Linked DNA regions of Mus musculus: region 2 is linked to region 1. Evidence: chromatin contacts called from public HiChIP or PLAC-seq data. All regions are on one chromosome and are shown on one strand. The core of a region is the stretch at or near the end of the contact, and the rest is flanking DNA. Distances in the headings are between cores, read along the strand shown.

What was found. HiChIP or PLAC-seq counts read pairs in DNA pulled down with a chosen protein or histone mark.
Region 2: an H3K27ac HiChIP or PLAC-seq map of embryonic stem cells shows a contact between it and region 1, with 8 read pairs. The contact joins the promoter of Hpdl here to the enhancer-like site in region 1. A contact is called at or near these places in 1 of 39 promoter capture datasets (macrophages), 1 of 15 datasets of contacts at CTCF or cohesin (the NIH/3T3 cell line), 3 of 484 Hi-C or Micro-C datasets (the N1E-115 cell line, granulosa cells and liver), 3 of 115 datasets of contacts at active chromatin or transcription factors (all in embryonic stem cells) and 3 of 9 other capture datasets (adipose tissue, liver and pancreatic islet).

The regions. Positions count from the first base shown.
Region 1 is chr4:116,780,412-116,785,187 of GRCm38.p6, forward strand. The region is part of intron 4 of Tesk2 (testis-specific kinase 2); the gene reads left to right. Among named protein-coding and RNA genes, the nearest start is that of Toe1, 25 kb to the right of the region's middle. Within about 2 kb of position 1,925, at least 64 of the 459 cell types and tissues checked have an H3K27ac peak or open chromatin away from gene starts, as enhancers often do. A contact at or near this core is called in embryonic stem cells, where this site is marked.
Region 2 is chr4:116,818,328-116,823,184 of GRCm38.p6, forward strand. It overlaps Hpdl (4-hydroxyphenylpyruvate dioxygenase-like), which reads right to left and starts at 3,181. Exons shown (of 1, transcript NM_146256.3): 1 at 1,580-3,181. The coding sequence starts at 2,935. The coding sequence ends at 1,820. Mutyh (mutY DNA glycosylase) reads left to right here. Exons shown (of 16, transcript NM_133250.2): 16 at 928-1,104. The coding sequence ends at 1,053.

The DNA of each region.
Region 1 (4,776 bases), core at 675-3,174:
AGGAACTCAAAGGCATAATTAGAATGGTTTCTCATTTTCCAAACAGTAATGGAGACATTTAAATCATGGGACTAGGATAAGAACACCCTAACCAGAGTAGGCTCATTGAATAATTCTTGGTTAATATGTACAATTTTCAACAATTTATAATAACCATTTAATCCTAGACGTTGAGCCATTGCTAAAATACAGATTTACCAGGGCCACACCCTTCAAGAAAAACTGCCTGTTCTCCGCCAGAAGCCATCAACCTTCAGTAGTTCCTCAGTTAGGGGTGTGGGCTCAGGAGCCCCTCCTCCCTCCACATTATTAAAGTGTTAACTGGCTTGATCTGGTTCTTGGAGGCACCACAGTTTGTGTGACTGCTGGAGCAAAGCATTCCTGTTGTGTCTAAAAGACACTGGCTTGTTCCAGTTCTCATGGCTCTAGGCTCTTACAGTCTTTCCACCCTCTGTTCAGTGATGGTCCCCAAGCCTTGTGGTGTTGCAGACAGTGACAGCTTATTCATTTATTTTTAAATTGTTATTTTTGTTTCCTTGTTTATCCATGCCAGATAGGTTAGTTAGGATGCCCACAGAGCCCAAAAGAAGGCTGGATCCTTGGAGCTGGAGTTAGAGGCAGTTGTGATTCATCAGACATTGGTTCTGGGAACCAAATGAGTCCTCTGGGAGAGAGCAATTAGTGTTCTAAGAACTGAGTAATCTCTCTAGCCCCCGCTTCTATTTTACTTAAGTGCATTTAATTTTTTTATTCAACAGTTTATTGGTGAATTTATATAGGCAAAGAGGCTCAAACCTGTGATCTTAGTTCTTGGGAGCCTGAGGCTAATGGATTGTAATTATTTTGTTAGTAGCAAAGATATTCAAGGAGAGACACTTGTGCCCCTCCCTATGGTTTTAAGACTATTGAGGCACTGGGCCCCCAGGAATTTCTTGCTGTGAGAAGCAAATGGCAGAAGCTCTGTGCCATCGGATGAGGAACTGGTTTCCCAAGAGACTAGAGAGTTCTGACTTGTTAACCACCTGGCAGTAGAGACTGGAGCTGAGACATTGTGGGTCACCAGTGGGTATGACTGTGCCTTGGCCAGGACTGCATACCTTCTGCCTTCATTTCAACCTAAACCACATATTAGGACCAGAAGATGGACTTGAGGTGGTGGGAGTGGGGTGGCAAAGGAGGAAATGGTGTGTAGGGTCATTGAACCTCTTTGTTCCTCTTCCCAGCGTGGCCACTTTGAAGAAGTCTCTCTTCTTGGCTATTCACTGTTTTATTGAGGACTGGTGGTCAATCCTAGGTTATTGGAGCTGCTAGGGCCTGACCCTAACAGCTTTGATAACAGGATCACTATAGCCAGTCCTGGGTATGTAGTGAGTTCCAAGCAAGCCCAGGGCTGTAGAGCAAAACCCATTTTCCAAAACAAAATTTAAAGTCACATTGTTTATCTTTCTGGATCCTGTTAAATAGGCACCTCCGCTGCTTGCCTTGGGTTTGAAAGTTCAGAAATAATTGGTCTCTACCATTAGATTTTTACTGTGCTTAGCAGGAGTAGAAATATGTCCAAGATACAGAAATGGCACTAAATACGAGATAAGAGTATCAGGAAAAGGCCCCAGCCAGCTTGGAAGGACAAATAAAAATTGCACAAAGAGAAGGATATGGGAAAGCAGAGCAAGTTCAAACACTTATTCTGAATATGTTATGGGTTAGTAAAAGCTATTTTGTAGCCAGAGCTAGTGTCCTCTCTTTCTTGACTCCGATCAAGCCGGCTTTAGTGAATCTCCTGGAGCGGCCGTTGAACAGTGGCAAACAGGTCTCAGCGGATGTGCCCATGTATGCTTTCCCACTGGCTATGGATGCTCCAGCTGAGAACAGGAGGCTCCTTTGGAGCATAAGCCTCCCACAGGGCGCTCCTGGGGCGCCTGTCCTGGAATTACCCAAGCCAGTAACAAAGCTTTCTTTTCTTCTTTAAAGCAAGCCAGCGGGGTGGGATGTCTGCTAGCCTTTGTGCTGAGAGCTGACCAACAAGCATCCAGTGGCTAGCACAAAAGCATTGTTAGGCTACAGTGAAAAGTAGGCCGGCACTCAGGCCCCTCTCTTTAGAAGACCCATCCAAAGAGCAGGGGTCCAACAAGCCTGTATTTGGCTATTTTGACAGCAATACTAGTTTTTCATTTACTGCTGACACAGTAGGTCAGATAGGATCCTGGGCTGTCTTTCTGTTGCTGCTCTGAACGTCTCAGTCTGGAGATTCCTGAGTTGCCTTTGACTCTTTTTCCTTGGCTAACACGCCTATTCTCAGTCATAGTTGGGGGGCTGGGAGGGCCGGGGGCTGGAGATGCAGCTCCACACTGTCTCCCTTTGCATCCTGAGTTTCTTAATAAAAGATTATCAGGTGAAATCAGGATTCTTGACTTAACTTCAGAAAGGATTTTAGGAAGAGCCAGTATGAAGCAAAGTTGGAGTTTATTAAAAGGAGATCTTAGCATAGGCTTAAGCAAGGGGGAGGGGGGTGTTAATAGGGAGATAGGAGAAAGAAGGTTAGAGAATCACACTATTGTATTTACAATAGCCATATATACCATTTTGGTGGGTTCTGAAGTTGTATCCTCAAAGACTTGCTAAGGAATTGAGATTAGATCTCAGGGTGCCTCTTGGGGTGCTTTGGGTAGGATTTCAGTTGGTGAGATCATAGTGTGCTTGGGAAGTTAGGATGCTTTAGATGAGCTGATCCTGCTTATAAGCCATCTTTTGTTGTTGTTGTTGTCTGAGTCAGGATTCCTCTGTGTAGTCGCAGCTGTCCTGGGACTAGCTCTGTAGGCCAGGTTGGCCTTGAACTCAGAGAGATCCTCCTGCCTCTGCTTTCCAAGTGCTGGGCTTAAAGGTGTGCGCCACCCAGTTTAAAAGCCATCTTATAGTAAAGACAAACTAGGTTCATTCCTGTTTACCATTAAACCTGTTTCTCAGGGATTGGGCTATGTGTGCCCCACTAGTAACCTTAAGTACAAATGGTTCTGTACTGCCTGTTCCAGGAAATAGCCAACATGTCTTGTTTTAAAAAGTTTATAACCATCTTGGAATCCTATCTTTGTTTTAAAAGGTTGTTATGCCTACTTCACAATCATGTCTTTGTTTTGGGAGGTCGTTATGACTAACTTGTTAGGCTTGCGTTTTGCCCAGCTGTCCCCTATTTGGAAGCCCCTATCCCTGAGCTATAAAAATCTTGCCCTGCTGAGCTGGTGGTGGTACATGGCCTTTAATGGAAGCCCTTGTTGGGAAGCAGAGGCAGGCAGATGTCTGTGAGTTCCAGGCCAGCCTGGTCTACAGAGTGAGTGCCAGGCAATCCAATTATACACAGAGAGACCCTACGGTGAAAAACAAAACTAGCTAGCAAGCAAGCAAACTGCCCCCATCCCCCCACCCTCCCCCCAAAAAACCAAAAAACAACCAAACCAACTTTGTCTTCCTCTTGCCCTATGCTGGCCTATTGAAATCCACCTTAGGGGTGGCAGCCTGTGTACAGGAATAAAATAGCTTGCTTTAATTAATTTGGTCATAATGATTTGGGTCAGTGGTCTTTCTTCTTACATCTTTGGGATTAACGTTTTAATTGCAAACAAAAGGTGATGGCTTCATTTGTGAGATACCCAGAAAATATTTAGGAAAGGATTAAGGCTGTACTCAAAGTTATGTACCCTCAGGCCCTACAGCATGTTTATTGCCATTAACAGTCTTCTTTGAAACTGCCTCTAAATAAATGGAGTGTTATCTCTATGTTGGCAGTCTTCACAGCAAATCTTACTGTGGTGGGTTTTTGTTTTTTGTTTTTTGGTTTTTTTTTTTTTAGATTTATTTATTTTTTTTATTATATGTAAGTACACTGTAGCTGTCTTCAGACACTCCAGAAGAGGGAGTCAGATCTCATTACAGATGGTTGTGAGCCACCATGTGGTTGCTGGGATTTGAACTTCGGACCTTCGGAAGAGCAGTCGGGTGCTCCTACCCACTGAGCCATCTCACCAGCCCGTGGTGGGTTTTTTTAAAGCATTTTTTATATTTATTTACTTGCATATTTATATGCATACATCTTACATTTTTTTAAATTAATTTGTGTGCACATATTTGAATTCACACTCCTGTCTCAGCCTCCTGAAAATGGTGGAACACCATACCCAGCCCCAAATGTTCTTTATAAAATGCACTCTCTGTTGTGTTAGTCTACAATGTGAGTGATGTAGAACACAGCTCTGAGGGCTGCAGAGCCAAATCGAAGTGCCGACAGGGCCAGTTTCCTCTCAAGGCTGTTGAGTCCTTTGCTTCCCTTGACTCTCGTGGGTGTTACCAATCCTTTGTGTTCTTTGGCTCATAATGTGTGAACCCAATTTATGCCTTTAATATCATAGGACATTTTCTCCAGAGGATCTGATGCCTTCCTCTGGCTTCTGGGGAGTCAAAACACCCATACATAAAATAGTTTCAAAATTTAAAAAAAAAAAAAAAGTAGACAGTCTGTGTAGTATGCGGGCTTTCTTACCAGACTAAAATTTAGTTTCATCTTAACTCTTAGTTTCATCTCCTCATGTCTAGTCACTGTGCTTTCTTACTCTGTGGTTCTTTTGCCTTGGCTGTCTTTCTTACTCCCAGTTCTACCTATGGGTTATTAGGAAATGGAACTCCGCCCTTTACAATTAGTGAATGTAAGGTGGGGGTGGAGCAGAGAAGAGTATTTCACTGTAAAGCATGGACAAATGTGCAGGTTAAGTGGTTAATAAGAAAGGG
Region 2 (4,857 bases), core at 1,931-4,430, 39 kb after region 1:
CTGTTGACCTTCTGGGATGAGTACTCCCCATTCTAGGTTTTGCTGGAGGCGGAAGGACAGTTTGTAAACTAGGGACTGATTGTACAGTATGAACCTCAGGGTAGGGAACAAGAACATTGGAGTGGGCTCTCTGTCAAAGGTACACCAAGTGTTTGTGCTAGGTGTGTGGGAGCTTTGTAGTGAGCCATCCGTGAGAAAAGAATTAGGAAAAGCTGCTTAGAGAAAATAACTGCTAATTTGAGTCCTAGAAATGAGTAGCTTCCTTCAGCTTTGGGAGGAGAGTCACACATGACTGGAACACAGTGGAGTCTGCGTGCTTAAGGAGCTGGAGAGAGCGGCTCTGCGTCAGTCAGCCAGGACATGAAATCCTGACTGCCAACACATTTTAGGTGGAGAAGACAGACTTTTTTTTTTTTTTGAAGAAAAGATGTATTCTAACTATTTTAATTATGTGTGTGTGTGTATATGTGTGTGTGTATGTACATTCAGTGCAGTGCCCATTGAGGCTGGAAGAGGGCATTGGATCCCTGGATTTGATGTTATAGGTAGTTGAGAACTACACATAAGGTGTATCCTGGGTCCCCCACTCAGATCTCCTGTAGGACATTCTTAACCACTGACCCATCCATTCTCACCCTCATTGTGCAGCTGAAGATGGCCTTGAACTTGTAATCCTCCTTCACCATGGGATCTAGGCACACGCCCACTGCACTCAAACCTAGGGTTCTGTGTGTGTTAGGCAAGCCTTCCATCAACCCAGCTATGTCCCCAGCCCAGCTTTGTATCTTAGCAAAATTTTCTTGGGTACCTTTTAGGGAGTCGATTGAAGAGGTTGATACTTGAAGGCAGTTGGAAATTTCTCCCTACCCCAGTGGGTAGAAGAGTCCCTGGTGTACTCATTACCTCCCACCTTTGAATTTTGCACAGGGTTCAAAAAGGTCCCAGGTGTGTCCTCCATCAAGCAGGAAAAAACCCAGCCTGGGACAGCAAGTCCTGGATACTTTCTTTCAGCGTCATATCCCCACAGACAAACCCAACAGTACTACCCAGTGATACTGGGATTCCCTACCCAAAATCCAGTCTAATAAAGTGCTTATTTTTGTAGTCCTTTGGAGAACTTTCTGGGCTTTCTCTAGCCTCTTAAGTTTGAGAGACTCAGAAGATGGTAAAGTCAGCTCGGGTCTGACTTCCTCTGGCTGACAGTTCTGGAGGCTAGAGGCACCCTGACCAGATGTTCTCCCTCGAAAAAGAGCAAGGGCAGCTGGAGGGAGCAGCTGTCAAGTGCCTGACATCCATCACTCCCATCTGGGTCTCAGGTCAGCTCTGATTGGAACTAGACATCACCTTACCCAGGCGGCTGAGCTATGCTGGCCTCTTAGTCTGCACCTGCAACAGGTGCTCCCTAGAGAGGTCAGCACAAAGGAAGATTTGTATCAAATTCCTTCCTCAACAACAGAATCATTCATTCAGGGTACATTTCACCTGTAATGAAACTTCAGAAAGTAAAAGGACTAACAGTCACAAAACTTGAAGGGTGGGTGGGAGGGAAATGCAGGAAGACACAGAGGCTCAGGAGTGTGGTTGCCTTACGACCGGATTCCTTTATTGATATTACCTAGACATTTTAGGGGTTCTTGCTGTTCTAAATCCCATCTCAGATACTGTTTGGGATGAAGATCACACCTGACCCTGAGGGAACTAGAGCCTTTCTATCTGGGTGTAGTTCTGTGGAGGTGTGGTCCAGCTCCTGCTGGCGTGTGTCAGTTCCAACAGGCAAGGAGCACCAAGGACAAGTGGCAACTCCCAGGCCTAGCCTGGGTTAGGCTCCCTGGGCCCTGGCTGCTTCCTCTTGCACCGACTGCCATAGTGCCCTGATGTTGTTCTGGCCAAAGCCTGTGGCCCCCTGTCTCTGAATCAGCTCCAGGAAGAAAGTGTCTTCGGCGAAGAGGGACTTGGTGAAGACCTGAAGCAAAAATTCGTCTTTATCACCATCCAGCAGGATTCCCTGCCGTTCTAGAAGGCCAGGCTTGTGCCCTGCGGCTAGAATTTGTTCTTCTTTGCCGGGCTGCTGGTAATAAGCTTCAGGAGGAGTCAGAAGCCGGCATCCCGCCTTCGCCATTCCCTCAGAAGCATCTATGATGTTAGGAGTGTACAGTCCTACGTGCTGCAGGCCTGGCCCCCCATGCCGGGTTAGAAATTGCTCTACCTGGTCCTGTTTGCTGTTGAGTCCCGGTAGGGACTCCGCCAGCACGAGGGTGGGGACAGTATTATTCGGCGGAGTCTGCAAGGCAGTAAGCCGTAGTCCCCCTCGCCCAGACCCTGCAGCCACCTTGAGGCCCATCTCCGGATCCTCACCTGGGCTCAGCGGCAAGTGATGAAAGCCTAGGCAGTCGTGGAACCAGCGCATAAGCATAGGGGAGCTGCCGGAGGTGCAGGCCAAGGTCAAGTGGTCCACGTGGCTGACCCAACCTGGGCCAGGTGTGCAAGGCAGAGGTCTGAACCCGGGCAGGAAGGATCCGCGATAGCCAGCACGCTGCAGCAACGTAAGGCTTAGATTACCAGCCGGAGAGCTGAGCACTGTGTAGGTGGCTGTGCCCTGTGCATCTCTCACCCTAGTGGGTGGTACCGGCATGATGCAGCCGCGAGCCGCCAGCGCGCGGGCGGCGCCGTCCACATCCTCCACGTCGAAGCACAGGTTCGTGGCACTGGGCACCGAATGATGCGGGTCCAGGCTGTACAGTGGCTCCTGGGGCCCGGTACCCTCATTCACTAGAAAGACAGCGTCCCCGCTGCGCAGGGCCAGCTGTCTCCAGCCGCCTGCTTCCCTCACCGCCAGGGGCTGGAAGCCGAAGACACGATGTAGGTCCCTCGCTAGGGGCTGCCCAGCTGGTACATGGAAAGCGATGTGACACAGGCGACGGGCGGGCGCAGTCATGGCGAGCCCAATTGCCGGCCACCCGGATCTGTTCTTCTGGGACCGCTCACTTGTTTAGAACTCCAAGACTCTTGGTCCAGGACTAGTAGTTGGAAGCCGGCGGAGTCCTGGTGTATCCGAAGATCGTGTTTCTTGGTCTTTTCTGGGCAGAGGTCGCGAAGTCAAACTTTGGGGGACTGACCCTCTCGGCAGGGCCACCTCAACCAGAAGCCGGCTGAGGACCACAGGCTCTGCAGGGTAAATTGTATGAGAACCACGCGGACGCTGTGCGGGGCGGACCAGGAGGTCAGGGTGGAGCCTGAGACTCCGCCTTTGACACTCCCTCCGGTCCAGAACCTGTCTCCCGGAGTACAGTGGGGACGAAGGGCAGTTCCTTCACAGGGCCTTGGACCAGGTCACACCCTTGGGCAACTAGCCACCCCTTCCGGGGCCCGGGAAGTAACAATAGCCACCTTCACTCTGTGCCAGGCGCTCTCTTCCCGCGACCTTAGAGCCTAAGGACTGCCCGTGTGGGGGAGGAGCCCCAATCCTTTCTCAACAGACGGAATTTTCTTGGCCTGGTACTTTTTTTTTTTTACAATTCAGAAGTTTGTGTTCAAGAACGGGCTCTGTTAACGTTTTATTTATTTATTTTTCTTTAAGTTTTATTGCATTATGATGAGAAAAGATACATAATTTCAATTTATCTTATTATTTTAATATTAAAATATTTTCAGTTACAGATTTTCAATCCCCAAATGGGGCGGAGAAATTGATAGAAGAGCAAGCGTTTACATTTCTCTGTATCTGGCAATCTGCACTTCACCTGACTCTTCAATTCTACTTCTAAGTGAGATTTGGAGGGATTAGAAAACTACTGTGTTTTGTTTGTTGTTCCTGAAAGGAACTATTGCTCATTGCCTTAGTAGGTCTCCAAGAACAGCCCAGGGTTGTTCTTCCTAAAGATATAAAGAAGTTGATACCTTCCTAAAGATATCAGCCAGGGGAACTCAAGATTCGTGAGATCACTAGAATGAGGAAACTGGAAGTCTTGTGAGACTTCAGCTGGAAGGTCCTTGAAGCAAGGTTATAGGACATTGAAAGGGCAAAATGAGGGAGCAAACCTGAGAGAAGAAGCAAGCCAGACTCGGAACAATTGTGTTGGGAAGACATTTGGGAAGGACAACATGCCCAGAAATTTGTCAGGAAGTGACAGAAGGCTGCCATAGGGGGACAAGACTTAGACAAGGAGGCTTGTCGAGGTCAGGGCCTCTTCCTCTGACCAGTGATCAGAAGAACATGGATTCCAGAGCTAAGCAGCCCTGGGTTAGAAATATCTCTGGGCTGGGCGTGGTGGGTCATGCCTTTAACCCCAGCACTCAGGAGGCAGAGGCAGGCAGATTTCTGAGTTCCAGGACAGCCTGGTCTACAAAGTGAGTTCCAGGACAGCCAAGGCTACACAGAGAAACCCTGTCTTGGAAACAAACAAACAAACAAATAAACAAAAAACAAAAAAGAGAAATATCTCTAACATGTACTCACAGGACTTTGGTCATGTTGGATAATTTCTCAGTTTCCTTATCTACAAAAATGAGCTTTCGCCAGGCGTGGTGGCGCATGCCTTTAATCCCAGCACTCAGGAGGCAGAGGCAGGCAGATTTCTGAGTTCGAGGCCAGCCTGATCTACAAAGTGAGTTCCAGGACAGCCAGGGCTATACAGAGAAACCTTGTCTCAAAAAACAAACAAACAAACAAACAAACGAGCTCTCACCCCAACACTAGGGATCAATGCTAGGGTCTCACACAGGCTGGGCAAGCACCCTACTTAACTACATGTCACCTCTAACCCAGATTGCTGTGGTTGAGACACTGTAAGTTCCCATTAATAGTAGCTGTAGTTACTGTTTTATTTTCATTACACAATATCAGTGTTACTTTCCAGA